2 separate regions of the Triticum aestivum genome follow, and region 1 is linked to region 2. The links are chromatin contacts, called in public Hi-C maps. All regions are on one chromosome and are shown on one strand. Each heading gives the region's core, a stretch centred on a gene start, on an enhancer-like site or on the middle of the called end of the contact. The rest is flanking DNA. Distances are from core to core; before and after follow the strand shown.

Region 1 (3,340 bases), core at 316-2,815, 62 kb before region 2:
GTGGAGCGAACAGTCTTTTACCGGGAAAGAGCAGCTGGCATGTATTCAGCTTTTCCATATGCATTTGGACAGGTAATTTCTTAGACTGTCGGTTTACCTATTTCATGGCATATGTATGAATGACCTTTGAGAACTGGCAATCGAAGTCACAGCCGTGGTTAAAGTAACAGAACTGGCAGTTTATCATGGCTCAGTTTATCAACATTCTTGAATTATCTCAGTCCTGGAACCTAAACAATGTCATGTTATCCCTTTTCTAGGTTGCTATCGAATTTCCGTACGTATTGGTTCAGGCTTTGATATATGGCGGGCTAGTCTATTCCATGATTGGATTCGAATGGACAGTTGCCAAGTTCTTGTGGTACTTGTTCTTCATGTACTTCACCATGCTATATTTCACGTTCTATGGAATGATGGCTGTTGGCTTGACGCCGAATGAGAGCATAGCAGCTATCATCTCATCAGCATTCTACAACGTATGGAACCTCTTCTCAGGATATCTTATCCCCCGACCTGTAAGTTACACTCTTGATACATTTTTCATTTCTTTTGTGTAAACTTTGTACTTACCAGTGCTCCTTGTCTTTCACATTACTCATCCGTTGAACTTTTACTTCAGAAACTTCCTATTTGGTGGAGGTGGTACTCATGGATTTGCCCGGTGGCATGGACGCTATACGGACTGGTTGCCTCCCAGTTTGGTGATATCCAACAGCCGCTCGATCAGGGAATTCCAGGCCCACAGATAACTGTCGCCCAGTTTGTCACGGACTACTTTGGTTTCCATCATGACTTCTTGTGGGTTGTGGCGGCGGTGCACGTTGCTTTCACCGTGCTGTTCGCCTTCCTGTTTAGTTTTGCCATCATGAGGTTCAACTTCCAGAAAAGATGAGGATGACATTCTTTCAGATTCCTTGTACGTAGTGCCATACTGCTGTCCAACAGCCAGTGCGGATGGATTGAACAAAGTATAGTTGTTTCTGTAGATGATATAGAGGTTATTTTGTATTTCAAGCATGTAGAAATTCCGCACAACTATGCTCTGTAGGACTTGTAGGAAAGGCTAATTAGTCTTGTTGAGCCTCCAGCTTCTTTACCAGCTCTAGCTGAGTAACTGCTACTTTTCTCGTCGGAGAATGTAAACCTGACCAGTAATGTTGTCATTTCTGACGAGTTAATGGAGGCAGAAATTTTGTTGATTCTTCAATCCCTTGTGAAACTTCCCATTGCTGCCCAAATATTACAAAGCAATTGTTTTATCTCAAGATTTGTTTGATTACTTAGTGGCAGTGCCGCAGTGCGTATGTTTCCTTGGGTAACTATCATCTCATCAGTTCTGCTAACCAAGAGCTGGCTAGTGGCCCGGGAATTTGTACTCTCTATTTGAGTTCTTGTTGCCACCAAATCCGGTTCCCTGGGTGGCTATGGGTGATTTTAACGAAGTTTTGCACCAGTCTGAGCATGATGGAGTGGGTTTGAGGACTCAGTCCCAGATGGACGGCTTTAGAGATGCGTTGGACGTGTGTGGTTTACCTGACCTAGGACACAGTGGTTCATCATGGACATTCGAGAAGAAAGTAGCAGGCGACGCTTTCACGAGGGTGGGACTGGACCGAGCGGCGGATGCTGCATGGAGCTCGTTGTTTCCCACAGCTTGATCATGCGTCGGCAGCGTGCTCGGATCACAGCCCTATTGTCCTAAATTTCTTTGAAGAGCTCATGAATATTAAGGGTGCTAGACCTTTCAAATATGACACCACGTGGGAAACGCACCCGAAGCTAAAAACATGTGTTGAGGGCATGGAAGAACAATCCGGAAGCAGTCTCGGTTGTGGAAGTGCAAGACAAGCTTCGTGAGCTACCGGGTGACCTATCTAGCTGGGATTGGCTGACATTCGGTAATGTGCAAAGGGAAATTAAACGCCAAAAGTATGAGTTGGAAATTCTACGGAACCGATAACTCCCGAACGGGCTGCGTTTTGTTGTTTCGTGTTGGAAACGAGAGTTTTGGCAATGTTTCACGATATACTGATCGGTGCATAGCGCACGTATATATGGAGTACAAAGTGAGCCACAACCTCAACTATACAATGACTAGGAGATGGACGGCTTTAGAGATGCGTTGGACGTGTGTAGTTTACCTGACCTAGGACACAGTGGTTCACCATGGACGTTCGAGAAGAAAGTAGCAGGCGACGCTTTCACGAGGGTGGGACTGGACCGAGCGGCGGATGCTGCATGGAGCTCGTTGTTTCCCACAGCTTGATCATGCGTCGGCAACGTGCTCAGATCACAGCCCTATTGTCCTAAATTTCTTTGAAGAGCTCATGAATATTAAGGGTGCTAGACCTTTCAAATATGACACCACGTGGGAAACGCACCCGAAGCTAAAAACATGTGTTGAGGGCATGGAAGAACAATCCGGAAGCAGTCTCGGTTGCGGAAGTGCAAGACAAGCTTCGTGAGCTACCGGGTGACCTATCTAGCTGGGACTGGCTGACATTCGGTAATGTGCAAAGGGAAATTAAACGCCAAAAGTATGAGTTGGAAATTCTACGGAATCGATAACTCCCGAACGGGCTGCGTTTTGTTGTTTCGTGTTGGAAACAAGAGTTTTGGCAGTGTTTCACGATATATTGATCGGTGCATAGCGCACGTATATATGGAGAAGTGAGCCATAACCTCAACTATACAATGACTAGAAGGTGGGCCTGGCTATACAATATACATACACAAACCATATGTTCAACACCCCCCGGAGTCGAAGCGTCGCCGGAGACGCAAAGACTGGACCTGAACTCCTCGAAAACAGAAGTAGGCAGTCCTTTTGTCATGACATCGGCGAACAGCTGCGCCGTCGGGACGCGGAGGACCCGGATGCACCCAAGAGCCACCTGCTCCCGAACAAAGTGTATGTCGAGCTCAATATGCTTCGTTCGACGATGGTGGACCGGGTTGGCGGAGAAGTACACGGCGGAGACGCTGTCGCAGTAGACGAGCGTGGCCTTGTGAACATCACAAAGCAACTCCTGGAGCAGCTGACGAAGCCAAGAGCATTCAGCAACGGCGTTAGCCACTGCCCGATACTCTGCCTCGGCACTCGAGCGGGAGACGGTGGGCTGCCGCTTGGAGGACCAAGAGATCAGAGACGGCCCAAGGTAGACACAGTACCCCGAGGTGGAGCGTCGTGTGTTCGGGCAGCCAGCCCAGTCCGCACCAGAGTAGGCAACGAGGTCGGTGGAGGCGGAGGCCATCAACGTAAGTCCCATGGACTGGGTGCCGCGTATGTAACGGAGGATACGCTTCACCAGAGTCCAGTGAGAGTCGCGCGGAGCATGCA
Region 2 (3,253 bases), core at 631-3,130:
GTAGTTTGAGAAGAGATTTTTCGGTACTGTAACAGAGGAGAATTTTCTACTACGTCCCACGAGTTTCAGATAGTGGGTAACTGAGGGAGTCCTGGATTAAGGGGTCCTCGGGCGTTCGACCTGTTGGACATGGGCCGGACTGATGGGCCGTGAAGATACGAGACAGAAGACTCCTTCCCGTGTCCGGATGGGACTCTCCTTGGCGTGGATGGCAAGCCTGGCGTTCGGATAAGAAGATTCCTTTCTCTGTAACCGACTTTGTATAACCCTAGTCCCCTCCGGTGTCTATATAAACCGGAGGGTTTAGTCCATAGAGGCAATCATAATCATACAGGCTACTTCTAGGGTTTTAGCCATTATGATCTCGTGGTAGATCAACTCTTGTAATACTCATATTCATCAAGATCAATCAAGCAGGAAGTAGGGTATTACCTCCATAGAGAGGGCCCGAACCTGGGTAAACATCGTGTCCCCTCTCTCCTGTTACCATCGACCTTAGATGCACAGTTCGGGACCCCCTACCCGAGATCCGCCGGTTTTGACACCGACAATAACCCATATGGAAAAAAGAAAAAAGGCTTTAACTTTGACTTGTTTTATTTACAAGAAAATGTGGGAAACTCATTTTCTTTCCGCATAGAGCATCTCCAACAAGAGAACTACTACCTCCGTTTCGGTGAATAAGTCATTCATGTAGTTCTAGGTCGACGATTTAACTATCTAAATATGTATTATATGTGACAAAAAATATATATATTTAGAAACTACATCCGTGTAGAAATCTAGTGATATACTTTTCATGACATATAACACATATTTAATTCCTCAAATCGATGACCTAGAACTACGCGAGTGACTTATTCACCTAGACGAAGGTAATAAAATTTTGCTCAAGACCTAAAATGTAAATTTGGGATTTTTGGCCCAAAAAATGACTCCGACAATACATCTAAGACTTATTCATGTGAACAATTTTTTTTGGTAGCCACCTAAATTTTGTTACCAGTACCAATATTTGAGTCCTTCTTACTACACCACCAAAAATACCAAAAAAGTGCCGCAACCCAACCACCCCGGCGTTTTCATCCTACGTTAGCGCCTGCCGATCATCGACCCCCACGACAGCCGCTGAGCTTGTGACACCACCACCCAGTCTCGTCGAGCTCCTCCCCGCCGACGCTCGATTTTGGCCGGCCGTCGCCGGATCAACACACCCCCCCCCCCCCCCCCCCCCCCCCCCCCCCCCCCCCCCACACACACACATTCTAGGCAACACACAAATTGTGAATGACGCCATGTATATACTTTTATTGAATAATAACTAATATCACATGAAGGCCTCTTTTGGTTCATATGATAGTAATAGGAAAAATCATAAAAAGTAAAATGACATGTATCTCACCCCGCAAAAAAAGAAAAAGACATGTATCTCAATTCTTATAGGAAAAAAGATCTCATTTGATGCATAGGTAAGAATTTTCCATCGAGTATAGCCTAATGTTTTTTTTCATTTGAAATGTAGAGGATTAGTTCCTACTCACATAAAAATAGAAATTTATTCCTACAAATCAAAGGGCGCCGGAGAAAATCTTCCTTATAGAATTCCTACTAAAATCCTTCCTATAAACAAAGGAGGACAAAAATAGATTGGACAGAGGGGGGAAAATGTTGGCAAATAAATACTTACGAGTTTAATCAAGCCCGCATTCCCGCAGGTAATGCTGGCGAAATAAATGCTGGCTCGCCAATCCTCCGCGGAAGGACACGCCCTTCTAGAGGACTGCGGCCCTAGTCCAGCCTCGGAGTACGGACTAGGCTTCTAGAAGCGACAAGCGGCCGCATAGTAGAAATGGACGGGGATTTCCGTGGTAACCAAGCCGTCTCCCGTGTTCTCACTTTCCCCGCTTCCCAACTCTGACTCGCAAGCGCAAGCCACCACCTTCCCTCCTCCGTCCCGTCCCGTCCCAACGGATTCCCACGCCCTACAAAACCCCCGTCGTCCCAGCTTCCCTCCCAGCACCAGCAGCAGTCCCACCTCACCCGAATAAGCATAAACGCGCCTGAGAAAAGCCCTTGGAAATCACGCCGACGGTGGGGGGTTAGGGGAGATGGACGCGACGGCGGAAATCCACAAGGTCGCCAGCATGCGGCGCGACAGCGGCTCCATATGGCGGCGCGGCGACGACGTGTTCTCGCGATCGTCCAGGGACGAGGACGACGAGGAGGCGCTGCGCTGGGCCGCGCTCGAGAAGCTGCCCACCTACGACCGCGTCCGCCGTGCCATCCTCCCGCCTCTCGACGGCGGCGAGGGCGCGGCCCCCGGGGCGGCGGCGGGGAAGGGGGTCGTGGACGTGCACGGCCTCGGGCCGCGCGAGCGCCGGGCTCTCCTCGAGCGCCTCGTGCGCGTCGCCGACGAGGACAACGAGCGCTTCCTGCTCAAGCTCAAGGACCGCCTCGAACGGTGCGTGCGTGCTACTACTCGTTTCTGTTTCGTGGGCGGAGCTAGGAATGTCTCGTTGCCATGCCTGCCGGGTGTTTGACGATTTGTGCGTGTCTGGTTGCGCAGGGTTGGGATTGAAATGCCGACGATCGAGGTGCGGTTCGAGCACCTGGTGGCGGAGGCGGAGGTCCGGGTCGGCAACAGCGGCCTCCCCACCGTCCTCAACTCCATCACCAACACGCTCGAGGTGATCATCGCACCAACACGTCTGTGTCTCTGCGTGTCAGTGGAAGAGATCATTGATTTGTTTTGGTTGTGCTTGGTGCAGGAAGCGGCGAACGCGCTGCGCATACTCCCCAACAGGAAGCGGACCATGCCCATCCTCCACGACGTCAGTGGCATCATCAAGCCCCGCAGGTAGTCAAAACATCTCTCTTGCCTTTTGGCCACAGAAAACATGCGATGCTCATGCTCTGCTTGCCTGCGGAGTACACTTGTCACCTGTTTGAACATTGAACTTGTAGACTTTGACCCGGGTCTTTTGGAGCTCGGTTTCATTCATCGCTCCTTCCACCTCACGCTCTTTTCGTTCGCGCAGGATGACACTCCTGTTGGGCCCACCTGGGTCAGGCAAGACCACCTTGCTGCTCGCCTTGGCCGGGAGGCTCGACAAAGACCTCAAGGTCTCAGGCAATGTTACCTACAACGGGCACGGGATGGAGGAGTTTGTGCCGGAGAGGACGGCGGCGTACATAAGCCAGCACGACCTCCACATAGGGGAGATGACTGTGAGGGAGACACTCGCCTTCTCCG

What was found. Hi-C and Micro-C count contacts between places; a contact is called where the count stands out from the background.
Region 1: a Hi-C map of leaf shows a contact between it and region 2, with 4 times the contacts expected there. The contact joins the enhancer-like site here to the promoter of LOC101290579 in region 2. A contact is called at or near these places in 2 of 5 Hi-C or Micro-C datasets (both in leaf).

The regions. Positions count from the first base shown.
Region 1 is chr3D:301,588,531-301,591,870 of IWGSC CS RefSeq v2.1, reverse strand. It overlaps LOC123078540 (ABC transporter G family member 37), which reads left to right. Exons shown (of 20, transcript XM_044501085.1): 18 at 1-72; 19 at 261-515; 20 at 620-1,207. The coding sequence ends at 892. Among protein-coding and RNA genes, the nearest start is that of LOC123078540, 8.3 kb to the left of the region's middle. Within about 2 kb of position 1,565, at least 2 of the 8 cell types and tissues checked have an H3K27ac peak or open chromatin away from gene starts, as enhancers often do. A contact at or near this core is called in leaf, where this site is marked.
Region 2 is chr3D:301,526,880-301,530,132 of IWGSC CS RefSeq v2.1, reverse strand. LOC101290579 (ABC transporter G family member 36) reads left to right here and starts at 1,880. Exons shown (of 21, transcript XM_044501084.1): 1 at 1,880-2,461; 2 at 2,567-2,687; 3 at 2,769-2,857; 4 at 3,039-3,253. The coding sequence starts at 2,109.